Regions from separate parts of the Arachis hypogaea genome. Here region 2 is linked to region 1. The links are chromatin contacts, called in public Hi-C maps. All regions are on one chromosome and are shown on one strand. The core of a region is the stretch at or near the end of the contact, and the rest is flanking DNA. Distances in the headings are between cores, read along the strand shown. Region 1 holds the start of LOC112750644 (small ribosomal subunit protein mS80 (rPPR6)). Region 2 holds the start of LOC112750651 (protein FLOWERING LOCUS D).

Region 1 (7,250 bases), core at 3,043-5,542:
AAAAAAGTTTTTGAAACACATTAAATATATTGTAGAATTATACAAGTATTTCACAAGTTTTCTAGTGCCATGAGAATGAAAATAATGTGATAAGTTAATGATTTAGAATTTAGTCTAAATATAATACTACTCTATATCCAAATAAATTAAATGATGTAGAAAGATTTATTTCATGAGTTTAATATGTGTACAATTAAGTTTACTATGCAATAATATATATAAAAAGATAAATTATCCTCTAATTATCCTCTAATCGGTAAATAAATCTCATATTGATTATGGATCCTTTTTCTTTGTTTTTTTTTGGGACAAATTATAATGGCTTTTGAAAATTCATATTAAAATAAAAATAATTTTAAAAGATATAAACGACAAATAATTCTAAATAATTAAAAAAAATAAAAAGTATCTGAAAATACTATATTATTTTATAAATAACAAACGAATTTTGTATTTTAATAAATGACTTATTCATTTGATTCGATTTTTTATGTAAATATTTAAATAATTATTTAAAAAATACTAAAAACATTAGAGCAAATTTTGATCTTAATTTTTCTTTTTAAAGTATTGTGGCCATTCACAAATAAAAAATATTAAAAAATATTCACTCAATGTAAAATTACCAAATTTTACTCATAAAAGTATTTTAATTTTTAAAAAGAGTTTGGGTTGAACTTATGTCTGAATTTATCCATTCAATTATGGTCAAAGAGACATTTAGGGATATATCTAAAACGAGCTCAACAATTATATGCTTATTGAATGAGCCACACTCATATAGATTATTAGATTTTATTAGATGAAAATCAAAGGCTAATATAAAAGAAGAGTATTGATGGACTCTAATAAATATAGAATATCCTAGTACATAAATAAATGCTTTAAATGGTAATACTTTAATACACAATACTTTAAACGACAACAGAATCTTTTATTCTTAAATAATTAAATATAAAATATATAAATATAAAATATATGAATATTTTTTATTTATTAAAATTAATTATTATACAAAATTTTTTTATAATATTAAAAAATTATATTAAAATAATATTTTAAACGGTAACATAAAAATATAAAATTATTACAATTTTATTTTATATTACTTGATAAATAATTCGATTATTATATTCAAAATTTATTAACTAGCTACTTTTATTAAAGATATTATTATATAACATAATTTTTCATAAAAATATTTTAAAAATATAATTTATTTAAAATATTATATATAATACATAAAAACATTAATTTTTTATTTTTTTAATTTTTTTTAAAAAAATAGAATAAATAATATAATTTTAAATACATACCTAAATAAAAAATTTAATATTTTTATATATTATCTATAACGTTTTAAATAAATTTTACTTTTACAAATATTTTGATAAAAAATTATATGATATAATAACATATTTAACAAAGTAATTAGTTAATAAATTTTAAATATAATAATCTAATTATTTGTAAGTAATATAAAATAAATTTTAATTATTTTATATTTTTATACTGTAGTTTAAAATATAATTTTAATATTATAAAAAAATTTACGCAATAATTAATCTTAATGAATAAAAAACATATTTTTTGTATTTATTTATTTTATATTTTTTAGAACAAAAAATTTCTACCTTTATATAGTAAAATATGTGATAATCTTCTTAATATATATATTAGGGGTGGCAAAACAGGTTGAGTCCGTCGGGCCGACCCGTCGAATGAAAAACTCTACTTTTATATATATATATATATATATATATATATATATATATATATATATATATATATATATATATATATATATATATATATATGTGTGTGTGTTATAATAAGAAGATTATCACATATTTTACTATATAAAAGTAGAGTTTTTCGTTCTAAAAAATATAAAATGAATAAATACAAGAAGTATAAGTTTTAATAAATAATTATTTTATATTTTCGTTCTAAATAAAATTTTAATTATTTTATATTTTTATGTTATAGTTTAAAATATTATTTTAATATAATTTTTTAATATTATAAAAAATTTTTGTATAATAATTAATTTTAATAAATAAAAAATACTCAAATATTTTATATTTATATATTTTATATTTAATTATTTAAGAATAAAAGATTCTCTTGCCGTTTAAAGTATTGTGTATTAAAGTATTGTCATTTAAAACATTTATTTATGTATTAGGATATTCTATATTTATCAGAGTCCATCAATGCTCTTCTTTTATATTAGTCTTTGATTTTCATCTAATAAAATCTAATGGTCTATATGAGTGTGGCTTATTTAATAAGTACATAATTGTTGAGCTCATTTTAGACATACCCAACATTTAGGGTTCGTTTTGAAAAGTTTTAAAAGTAAATTTTTTTGAGTTTTAACTTATAAAGAATAGTAATATTAATGTCTGGTGCAATTTTTAAAACAAAATTACAATATTCTAAAAAATTATTTAAAAACTTATAAAACATTTTAAAAAAATGACTTCTCATAATATTACTAATTTTATAACTTTTTTATAAAATATATATTTTTAAAATTAAAAATCTAAACATAAAATAATTTATTTATAAGCTATTTTTATTATAATCATTTATTGTTAAACTATTTTTTAAAAAATAATTTGATTAAACTTTTTATCAAAACTGGCATTGGAAGATTGGAAGAATTTGGGGAGAGAGAGTTTTTACGGATGATGCAACGGAAGAAAACAGTTCTTTTAGTGTTTCTAGAATATCGGCGGATAGCTTTCAGTGGAAACCAATTCAAGAATGGCTCTCTAAAAAGGCAAATGGTTCTGAGTATTAAAGTATTTGCCAAGGAGTTTAGTCGAGAAATATACAGTGCACAAGTGCATCCGGGGATGATCTAGTGTGTGATGGGGAGCGTCTGGAGGAGTGTGATACCAGTCGGAAGAAGCAATTTGAGGTTGAAAAAACCAGGGAGTTGAAGACGATGAATTCAAAGGTACCTTTCTATGTATATATATATATATTTTTTTTTAAGAAGGAAATGGAAGGGATTATTCATGGAACCCACTGGGAGAAGAATTAATGGAGAAAAATTACGATGGCGAAGGGGGACTTTGGTTCTAGTGCATGCTGTGATTGTGTTTATTTTCTCCAAATATAATGCAACGAGATTCAATGGAGTAATAAGGAGATGGAGAGAGGTTATGATAACATAGAGATGTGGATGTTTAGAAATAAATATTATGAGTTGAATAAAAATGTAGAGGAGTGTGGTATGTTGTTGGGTTGCGGTGGTGAAGAGATTCGAGTGGAATTATCTGATGGGTCCATCGCTTTCTCATGTCCTTATCTACTAGTATTTGGGCCATTCACTACAAATAACCATGTGCATCACGAGGTGAACTCAGCCTCTAGCCCTCTATGTATTAATGAGAGACGTCTTCAAGGTCGGATGAGATAGAGGAGCATAGTGAATCTAACACACAACAAAAGAAGAAAGAGGATGAACACTCATTTTATGAGGAAGCAATGATCACAAAGAGAGTTTGTGATGAGGCGAGTATGATATTTGATGAGTTGGAAGAGGATCTAGTTCTACAGTATGTTGCAAAAGCAGAAAATCAAAAGAAAGACAACACATGTAATCTAAGGCCAAGGAGAAAAAAGGGTCAAACAAGAGTTCAAGGGAAGCAGAGATGAGAAAGTCAAGGAGTACAACACACAAAATATTCAACGAAAGATCAGGTGGATAACATACATCGAGGTGAACTAATAGCAAGAGGTAGATATTTAGTTATATTTTATGTTGTCTTTGTTGCATGTTTGATGTTATATTTCTTTGGATTTTATTTTGATCTTTGTGTTTTCTTCGTTTACATGTTATTTAGATGTAATTATGTATGTTGATAGATGGTTATTTTGTAAGTCACTCACCTTTTTTGTTAGGACCTTTGTAAGTTTGAAATATAAAAAAAATGCTTACAAAATTGTATAAAAATTTTATTTTTAAAGTTTTTTTTGAAAAAAAATTTAATATTTAACATTTTTGCCATATTTTTAAATATTTTACGAGTTTATTTATTATTTGTATATGTTAAAGTTATTTTTATTAATGACGTAAACTTTTAGCTACATTGTTTTTTTTTTGGCGTACAACTTTTAGCTACATTTTGATACTCCAATATTTTTATTTATTCTTGTCCAGCTGGCCATTTACTGCCCAATTGTCTGATTTGCACTGTACTTGGGCTAGGCCCATAATGGGATAACTGAGTAATATTAAATAAGAAGCCACGAGTTCCCTGACAAAAATAAAGAAGCCACGAATTCGACCCAAAAAAAAAAAGAAACCAAATTAAAAAAAAATGTCCCCCAACCAAAAATTTTAAACAATGTCGCAGTCGCAGCATCCTAAAACCCCCGAAAGCCGCTGCATCTGAAGAGTGAAGAAGAAGGTGGAGGAGGAAGAAAGAAGAGAAAGAGATGTCATCGTGGAGATTGATCCTCGCAAGAAATGCTGCTGCACGCAACTGCATCATTGCGTCGCGAATCCCTAACTTCCCTCTCTCACAATCTTGCATACCCACCCAACCTCCATTAAAACCCCAACCAACTCCTCCCTCCTCCACCGCCTCTCCCCGTTCCGTTTCCCGTTTCTTCCTTCCCAATGACCTCCGTTTCTTCTCTCCTCAAACGGACATCACCTTCGACGACGACCGTCCGCAAAACGACGCCGTTCCGCTCTGCAATGAGACTGAACCACAAGAAGCCGCATTAGAAGAAGGAGAAGGACAACTAGAAATAGAAGAAGAGATTCACGATATCAACGACGAGAGATTAGAATCCCTGCGGGTTCTTCTACAAAGTAATGGCGACAGGTCGTTTGAGTCATCTCTTAACGACATGTGTTTAGCTCTGGATCATAACTCCGTCGCCAGAATAATTGAAATCCCGTCCGTTTCGGGCGAGAATCTCGTTAGGTTTTTTAACTGGGCCCGGAACGACAAGTCGTTTAAGGTATCCCCCTCTGCGTTGGAAACAGTGGTGTCAAAGGTGTGCCAAGGTATGAAGAAGAAAGAGATATACTCTCTGTGGGATTTGGTTCGGCATATTGGTGAGGAAGAGAAGGGTGTACTGAACGTAGGGATTCTCAACGAGTTGATATCTTCGCTGTCGAAATTGGGAAAAGGAAAGGCTGCACTCGAGGTCTTTGATAAATTGGAGGATTTCGAAATTGTGCCGAATGCTGACAGTTATTACTTCACGGTCGAAGCTCTTTGCCGGCGGAAAGCTTTCGATTTGGCTTGGTCCGTGTGTCGAAAGATGATTGATTCACAGATGGTGCTGGAAGATGTAGAGAAAATTGGTAGCATGGTGTCTTGGTTTTGTAAGGGGAAAATGGCCAGAGAAGCACATGAAGTGTATATGGCAATGGAAGAGAAAAGGAAGCAGTTACCTTTGTCTTGTATTAGCTTCTTGGTTGGCAAATTGTGTCAAGAGAATGAGACTGTTGGATTGGCTTTGAAGGTGTTGGCGGATATACAAGGAGAGAGGAGGCACCGTGCGATAAAGCCTTTTTCCGCAGTGGTTAGAGCTTTGTGTAGGATTAAGGATCTTGATGCAGCAAAGAAGTTGGTGTTGGAAATGATTGCAGATGGTCCACCTCCTGGAAATGCTGTTTTCAACTTTGTGATTACTGGATATTGCAAAGTTGGGGAGATGGGACAAGCTGTGGAGATGATGAAGCTCTTGGAGAGTAGGGGTTTGAAGCCGGATCTGTACGCTTATGCTGTTCTTATGAGTGGCTATTCAAATGGTGGTGAGATGGAAGAGTCTAGGAACATATTGGAAGAGGCTAAAAAGAAGCATCCTAAGTTAACCCCTGTGATGTATCACACACTAGTTCGTGGATATTGTAAGTTGGAACAGTTTGATAAGGCTTTGGAGTTGTTGACTGAGATGAAGGATTTTGGCATCCGCCCTAGTGCAGATGAATACGAGAAGCTGATCCAGTCGCTATGTTTGAAGGCTTTGGATTGGGAAATGGCGGAAAAACTACAGGAGGAAATGAAAGAGAATGGGTTGCATCTCAAGGGTATCACTAGGGCCTTGATTAGGGCCGTCAAGGAGATGGAAAAGGAAGTTTTGGAGGCTGGAAACTCTGGTTCAGCAGCATAATCATTGGCGCTTTTTTGAGGTAGCATGAAACAATGTCTAATATTTGTAATTCTTTTCTTATTAGCAATTTCCTCATCACATGTTGTGGCAGCAGGTTGCAATCTTAATGCAAAAAAACAATTCAGAGCATAAAAGTTCAGAAGTAATGGTTGGTAGTGAACTGAATTTGATGTGTTAACTTTACTTGCATGGCCTTTTTCAAGCAGGTGCTTAGTTTTCTACGCTTCCGTTCCTTGTTTCACCATAATGATGTAAAAAATTGGAAACTAACATTTTACGGCCAACAATTTGCCGACATTTATCTTTCCTTTTAAATTTCTCCTTCTTTCTCTTAACATTTGTCAATCCACTACCTGGCTAATTGTTAGTTAAAAAAAAGTTGGTTACCTAAACTGTTATTTTTGTTTCCCTTATACACGATATAATTGTGTTTTAAAAGATGCTTGACATCTTGAACTATTTCATGTGTGTGTGATTTACTACAATTGAATAATACAATTATCTGAATTCTTTTTTTAATCCTTAACACTGAATATTTTATTTCTATAGTAATTTCACTCCGGATTTTCAGAACTTAGGAATGCACCCTAGTTTAGGCTTATATCCCAAGTACAAAATATGAGTATCTCCTTCCCGTAGAAGTGTATTTGGTTACTAAGATAGGAAAATAAATTGCTGCATGAATAGCTTTTGGAAACAAAGGATAGAAATGGTTTCATAACAAGGAAGGCAGGGAGGAATATGGTGCTGTATTGATGCTAAATTATATTGAAATGGAAATTGAATGTTTCAACTTCCAAATTCCAACTACTATTTGTATTTAAAACTGTAGAGGTTATGCCAATTGTGTCTAAAACTTGAAATATTATTTGCTTTAGATAACGAGTGTTTTCAATAGATGCTGCTTTGTAGTTTCTTTTAAAATGACTAGTATGTTTCTTTTTTAGTTTATGTTTTTTGAGGACTCTGATTCTAAGTTTCTGGTTTGAATTTTGAATGTGTCTATTTGAGGATTCATGTTTAAATAAAATCGGAAAATTACGAAGGATTAAGATGATGTGGTATTTGTCTTGAGTTGCTAACTAGAGATCTTGTTAGTT
Region 2 (7,250 bases), core at 1,248-3,747, 520 kb before region 1:
ATCCAAGAATTGGATGTTATATATAGCCTACACAAATACAATCTTTCCCCCCCCCCCCCCCCCTAAAAAAAAGGATATGTGGGTTCGTCAATATATACTAAAGAAAATGTTATAATTACATAAATAGCAAATAAACTTTAACAATATAATTAGTGGTGGAGTTTCCATGCTATAACAATGATCCAGTTTAGCTTTTTATACATTTTGCACAAAATAAATAGACCAACCAAAAGCACACAAGGAACTCAGGAAATCATGCCAGCTGCTTGAAATATTTCGAAGACAGACTTGCAACTTCTTATCTTGTGGTTCATTTTCCCCTTTTTTTAGGTACCATTGGTATCCAGAAAATCTACTATCTAATTATGAGGGGAATGGAAATCTAGGTTACAGTTTTCATGGAGTTACCCTTGAGAATTTGAAGAACACGTGTGACTGCATCTGTTGGGGGCATGCTCTCGAACTTATGTGCAGCTTCCCCAGCCACTAAAGCAATCAACAGTGGACCACCAGCAACTGGGGCATAACTGTAGAACAGAAAAAACTCCCCACGGCGACTTGGATCATCAGTAAGGTGTCCAAAAGTGTCAAGATCTGTCTCCCAGAATACATGAGGAAAAAGCATAGCAACCTTATTCAGTAGACCAAAACCCAATCTTTTTATTCCATCAAGTTTTCTTTGAGGCAACTCAGGTATAAATTTGATGGACCCCTTCTTTAACACTCCTAGTGGAACAGTGCACAATGCCATATCACCCTCAAAGACCTGATTTCCTGCAATAACCTGCACTCCATCACCACTGTATCTAACAGTATGTACAGTTTTCTCATATAGAATAGACACGTTCTCAGCCAAAGCTTGAACTAACTTCCCATTTCCTCCAGGCAAAAAGCAATGATCCCCTCCCATATCATATGGATCATCTTGATCCCAAAACGCTAGCGAAAGATGGGACAACAAACCGGCATTCGCATACTCCAAATTGGCTAGATGCCAATTAAACAAGTTCATCTCCTCATCATTCACCGCATCCTTGTACACTTGCCTAAACGTTTCCAATGCTGCACCAAGGGACACATCCATAGATACCTCCCCCATCAACTGTCTAAGCCTGCTTGCCTTGTCAAGCAAACGGTTGAACGCATTTTCCACCTTTACATCCATATCAGGGTCAACTGGCTTTCCATCGAGACTATAAAGTGGACACTTATCCCTTACCTTATGAAGCACATCACCTAACTGCCTTGCCACAATGCCAAGAGGATTCCCTAAGGTACCAGTTAAAACACTCCCGCCCAAATCCGCAGCTGCACACACCCTATTCCCTCCCTCCATCTTCTTCGTATAAACTCGTCCGCCGGCGCGCTTCCTCCCTTCCAAGACCGTTACTTTAAAGCCAAACCGCATCAGCTGCCTAGCAGCCGCCAATCCGGCCAGGCCAGCGCCGATGATGATCACGCTCGGTTTACTCATTTCCAACGGAATTTTTTCCTTAATTAAGGGTGCAACTCCAAAATTGATGTATCCATGCGAGACGAGGTAGTTATAAGCGGAGTCAAGAAGAGCGTGATAATGCTGAGGTATGTAGTCAACGAACATCTCCTTCGTGACCCACTGGGACACATTCTCGCGCCATTTGGCAATTATATGGTTCCTAATGAGAGTGTAGTTCACTTGCTCTATCCCTCCGATGACCGGGAGAACCCCCGCTTCGATCTCCTCCTCGGTTAGCGAATCGGCTGGAAACCCGGCGCTGAGGGCAATCAAGGCTTCAGTCTTCGGCTCCTTGTTGATCACAATAATCTCATCGGAATTGTCAGGCACCGAGTACTGCATCGACATTGACAGCGGCGGGGGCGGCGGGTTTCCGATGACGACTTTCGACAAAGGAGCCGAAACGGGGACTGCCGCAGCGGAAGACGAGAAACCGTTGTTGTTGTTAGAATTGGAAGCGTCATTGGGGTTGAGAGGGATGCGAAACAACGCCGGGTTGCGTTGGGACCTGCCGCGCCTCCTCTTCTTCGGGACGGTGAAGGAAAGATAGTTGTGCAAGTTAGGGTTAGGGTTTTCAGCCCAGTTTGGGAAAGAATCGGAGTTGGGATCCAAAAAAACGATAGGGTTAGGGTTTTGTTGAGGAGGCAACTGGGTCTGGGATGGGGGGAAGGAAGAAAATTCGGATGGGGAATCCATCTCGTAGTGCTATAATTTTAATTTAAGGTTTTTATTTTTTCTTATTTTTTTCTTCCTCTTCCAAAGATGGACGAATTTCACAGATAATGGAAATAAAAGTGTTGTTTCATGTTTGTGACCGAAATTCCAGTATCCACGTAGCTCAATAGCTCATCCGTATGCCGTCACCATTGTTCAATGTCTGACGGACCAACGGCGGTTCAAACACTGGAAACGCCACTGGGCACGGAGATGGATTTTTAACTCGTAAATAATCGCTATCTATTTTTATCTATCTATTTATTATATTGCAAAACAGTAACACCCTTCACATATTTCAACACCTGTCTATTTTTCAACTGTTTTTGGCATTTCTCCAATTGACACGTGTCTTTATTTCTATTAAAATTACAATCATATTCTATATATACATTGGTAATTACACCCTACTCCTTTTTCATTGTTGCAAGGTTCTTTTGTTCTTGTTCGGTTGGTCGGATGCCAAACGGACCGGGTGGATTAAATGGGTGATTGACGAAGGGAATTCGGCTTTGTTGATAGTGAGCGGACGGATCTTTTGGACTGTGGACTAGGAGGGAGGAGAGTCAGACATCACAACCTCGCGAGCAGTTGTGTTTAGAAGGGGGGAGCCACTTGCAAAAAGGATTTCGACGCTCAAGTCAGAGACCGTATAAGTGGCAGTGAGAGTTAAGGGATAGTGACGTACTGTGGGGGAGGGGTAGGGCCCTCCCATATATACCCTGTCAGTGAGGTGGGTCCCACGAGGACAGTCCCACCTTCTTGGAAGCTTCCTTCCCCAGCTGTCTTGTGATGGGTTACAGGTGGACAGGTGTCCGAGTCAGTTCCCCGGTTCGGGTCCGATGTCACAGTTGGGTCGGACGCACGGATCGGGGCGTTATGCTAGCCGGGCCGGGCCGTAACAGTGCCCCCAACGCGCCAGCTAGGGCCGGGAGTACCGTTGTTGGCGCGTTCTGAGCCTTTTGTTTCGTCGTGGGGTCGGTCGCTCGTAATTGGGACGTGTCTCTTATGCGCGAGATAGCTTCGTCGATTTGGGGAATCGCCGCTTGTTGCCTCGTTATCCGCGACTGCCATTAAGTGCATTTATGGGTGATTTGAAAGCATGGGAAAAAGTCCATTTTGTCCCTGTCTTTCGCGATTCTCCATTGTAGTTACACTTCGCTTTGTTTTTCCTTTCCTTGCCTTATTACTTCAGTTTGTCACTCCCAAATATCTGTTACGCATTCCTCCTTTCCTTTCCACATTTTCTGAAGTTCTTCGTTCTCAATCGCCCCTGATTCGTCCAAATCTCTGCAGTACTCCCCAGCTTCTTTCGATTATCATCATCCTGGTAAGTCTTTCTTTGCCTTTGATGCTTTTTGATATTGTTGCACTTGTATACTGCATGTTTTCCCCGTTCGCGTTTATTTGGATTAGATGTTGGTCTTGCATGCTTGGTAGCGATAGGCAGAAGTTAGGGGGGTTGCCATTTAGGTTTGCGATTTCTGATCTTTAGGTGGCTGTAGATTTATCCTTTCTTTAACTGCAAATAAGCTTACTGTAGCGTTTAGTGCGAGTAGCATTAGTTTAATCTTCTTAGGTTTCCCGACTTCCCGGCCTGGCAGTCTAACTTTGTGGTGCCCCCACCGTAGGTATGGCGCAACTTCCCCTCCCGAGACCCCCTGTCGACAGATATGTGTGGGTTACTTCCAATGTGAAGCGAACCCCTTCGCAAATGACATTAGAGGAGTTCACGGAGTTCCGTGTCCGCGACCAGCTTTGTGGGGGCGATGATGAGGAGGCGCGCTACGAAGCCTTTGTTCCCGCCGCTCATGAATGCCTATGCCAACTCAACCTTAATACGCCCCGAATTGCCGACTGGATGTGGCTGTATGAGGCGATGTTCACTGTCTTGGGGGTTCGCATCCCCTTCTCCCCCTTCCAGATGGCACTCTTAAACCGGTGCGACGTGGCCCCGTCGCAGTTGCACCCGAACAGTTGAGCCGCAATTCGGTGTTTCCAAATGACGTGTGAATACCTAGACTTGCCGGCCTCGGTGGAGGTTTTCTCTAGTTATTTGTTTTAATGAATCCTTCTAAAGAGGGGAGGTACAAGAAGGGGTTCATGTCCTTCCGGGCTGCTCGGGGGAGAGGCGAATCTTCGGAACTTTTGAAGATTCATTTCACGTCCTTAAGGACAAGTTCTTCAAGGTCCGGCCTGCCGAGAGAGTGCATCCTTTCTGGCTAACCTTGGAGGGTGAGCGGTGGATCCCGACTTACTGGAGCTTCGGGGCCGGGTCTAATGCTTTTACCAAGGTAACCTACAAGGGCCTGACCTAGCAGGACAAAAACATCGCCGATGTGTTGCTGGCCATCTTTAATAAAAGTAATCTGAATCCTCATCTCTTAATGGGTGATCGGGAGACGAGTAGGAGTTATGTGGGTAAGTGGTCGTTTGGTAGTGTTGTCCCCCTCCCCCTCTTCTTTTATATATATATATATGTACCGGTCTAACGAGTTGTTCTATTGATTGCAGTAAGCATGGCTACCGAGCGCACTGGCCTTGAGGATTTAATGGCCCAATCCCTCCCTGAAGTGAGTGATGATAACTCTGCTACGCATTTTGTCGAGCAGGAGGCCTCCCCTCATGCCGAGGTGCACTCAACTCCGTCTTCACCACCAAAATCTGCCGAGCCAATGGTTACAACTGGACCGAGCAGCAGTGGCGTGGTTCCTCATGAGGCCGAGCCGATTGTAGAGGGTCCCGATGTCACGATCATCGAGAACCCTCACAAACGGAAGCCGGCCTCCAGTCCCGAGGGCTCACTCACTGTGATGGAGAAAAATTTCGATGCTGGCGGCTTTATTGATTCTCAGCTCGTGCTTGGTACAGACGAGTTCTTTCATGATGGGGATTTTGGTGCTCAGGCTCGCTGGATGTACCGGTGTATGTTGAGGGCAGCTACAATTGCTAGGAAAGCTGAGCCTCTTCTGACTCGGGCTGGGACTTTGGACGGAAAGTATCGTCAATCCGTTCGGGAGGTCGAGAGCTTGAAGTCGGAAGTTAAGACTTTGAAGGAAAAGTTAGCTGAGTCGGAGGGGAAGGTGAAAACCTCCGACGTGACGGTCGCCTGACTTCTTGAGTGGGAGATGACACTGGAGTCCCAGCTCAACGCCACTCGCTGTGAGACTTTTGCGGCTCAGACTAAGATTACGGCTCTTGAAGCCAAGCTCGAAGAGGTCGAGAAGTTGGCCAAGAGTGCCAAGGAACAGGCTACCGGTCTAAAGGAGGAGGTCACCGTTTTGAAGAAGAAAAATAAGGATACAGTGAAGAAGGCCAAGGAGGTGATAAATGGCACCGAGGAGGCGATTAAAGCCCAAGTCAAGCTGCTTTCTCCCGACTTCGACACTTCTACAATTGGAGCGTTCAAGACTATTCGGGATGGTCAGATTGTTGACATCCCGAGGAAGTGATTTACCTTTGTGTTTTTGTTTTGACTTGTAATATTTTGTGTAGACTTTTGAACTCTTGTTTAATGGACTGGTTTACCGCTTTGTCGGTAGCCATTGTATTGCATTTTTACCGTTTCATAGGTAATTGACTATTTATTTGCACTTGTTTACCGTTTTGTTGGTAATTAAAGAAGCCGGGTCGTGGCTTTTTTGTTTAAGCATCCGAATTTTGGCTTTGTTTAATAGCCGTTTGTCGTAGTGTTCGCGACTTCAATGGTTCCCGGGGTGATCAGTCCCGGGGTGCCGTATCATTATTGACTTAACTTATTTCGCTGGGCAAGGTAATTTGACAATTTTGAACAGTGTATCAAAATTTTAAACAAGAAGTTTGAAATAAGGGGAGACAATCAGTGTAGTAAATTGTCATCTATATAAACAATTAGTAGGGAGTAAACTGAACATAAAGTAATATGGGTCTTACTAAACCAGCTACACCGGCAGGCCGCCTGCTCGCTGGGTGTGCTTCGATTTCTAGGAATAGAATCTTCTTAGGTTTCTTGCGTTCCAGGTTTTGGGAACTTCCTTGCCGTCTAGTTGTTCCAACTTATGGGCACCATTGCCGAGTACCTCCTTCACCCTGTACGGACCTTCCCAATTTGCCGCCAACTTTCCTTCCCCTGCTGTCGGGAGTCCGACGTCGTTGCGTCGCAAGACTAGGTCGCTCGGCTCAAAATCTCTCTTTAGTACTTTGGCGTTGTAACGCAAGGCCATCCTTTGTTTCAACACCGTCTCCGACAAGTGGGCCATCTCTCTAGTATCATCCACTAAGTCTTTTTCTACAGCCTCTTTGACTCCTCCCAAAAGTAGTCGTAAGCTCGGTTCCCCAATCTCCACGGGTATTATTGTGTCGACCCTATAAATGAGCCGAAAGGGCGTTTCTCCGGTAGATGACTGCTGTGTTGTGCGATAGGACCAGAGGACCGATGCCAGCTCGTCTGCCCAGGCTCCCTTCTTCTGGTCAAGTCACTTCTTGAGACCTTGTAGGATAACCTTGTTCGCTGCTTCGACTTGTCCGTTAGTTTGGGGGTGTTCGACAGACGAGAACTTCTACTTTATCCCTAAGCCGGCAAGAAACTCCCGAACATTTTATCGACGAACTGTGTCCCGTTGTCCGAGATGACGACCTCTGGGATTCCAAATCTAGCTATTACTTGCCTCCACATGAACTTTCGGCAGTTTGCCGAGGATATACTGGCCAATGGCTCGGCCTCCACCCACTTTGTGTAATAATCGATGGCGACAATTAGGTATTTGACCTGCTCCGGCCCAACCGAAAAGGGTCCTAGCAAGTCCACGCCCCATTGGGAGAATGGTCAGGAGGCCATCAGTAAGCTTAGTTCTGCTGCCGGTGCTTTGTGGAAGTTGGCATTTTCCTGGCACCTTCTGCACTTTCTCACAAACTCTTTGGAATCCGACATCATGGAGGGCCAATAGTATCCGGCTCTGACGAGCTTCTGGGCTAAGGCCTTTCCTCTGATGTGATGGCCGTAACACCATTCGTGGACTTCGGGTAAAACGTAGTCCGTCTGGTCGGGGCATAGGCACTTCAG

The links. Hi-C and Micro-C count contacts between places; a contact is called where the count stands out from the background.
Region 2: a contact with region 1 is called in a Hi-C map of leaf, with 4 times the contacts expected there. The contact joins the promoter of LOC112750651 here to the promoter of LOC112750644 in region 1. A contact is called at or near these places in 4 of 8 Hi-C or Micro-C datasets (leaf and an unstated tissue).

What each region holds. Positions count from the first base shown.
Region 1 is chr15:128,581,462-128,588,711 of arahy.Tifrunner.gnm2.J5K5, reverse strand. LOC112750644 (small ribosomal subunit protein mS80 (rPPR6)) reads left to right here and starts at 4,292. Exons shown (of 3, transcript XR_011872233.1): 1 at 4,292-6,169.
Region 2 is chr15:129,098,966-129,106,215 of arahy.Tifrunner.gnm2.J5K5, reverse strand. LOC112750651 (protein FLOWERING LOCUS D) reads right to left here and starts at 2,497. Exons shown (of 7, transcript XR_003175951.3): 1 at 409-2,497. LOC140179316 reads right to left here. Exons shown (of 4, transcript XM_072218040.1): 4 at 7,014-7,250. The coding sequence ends at 7,014.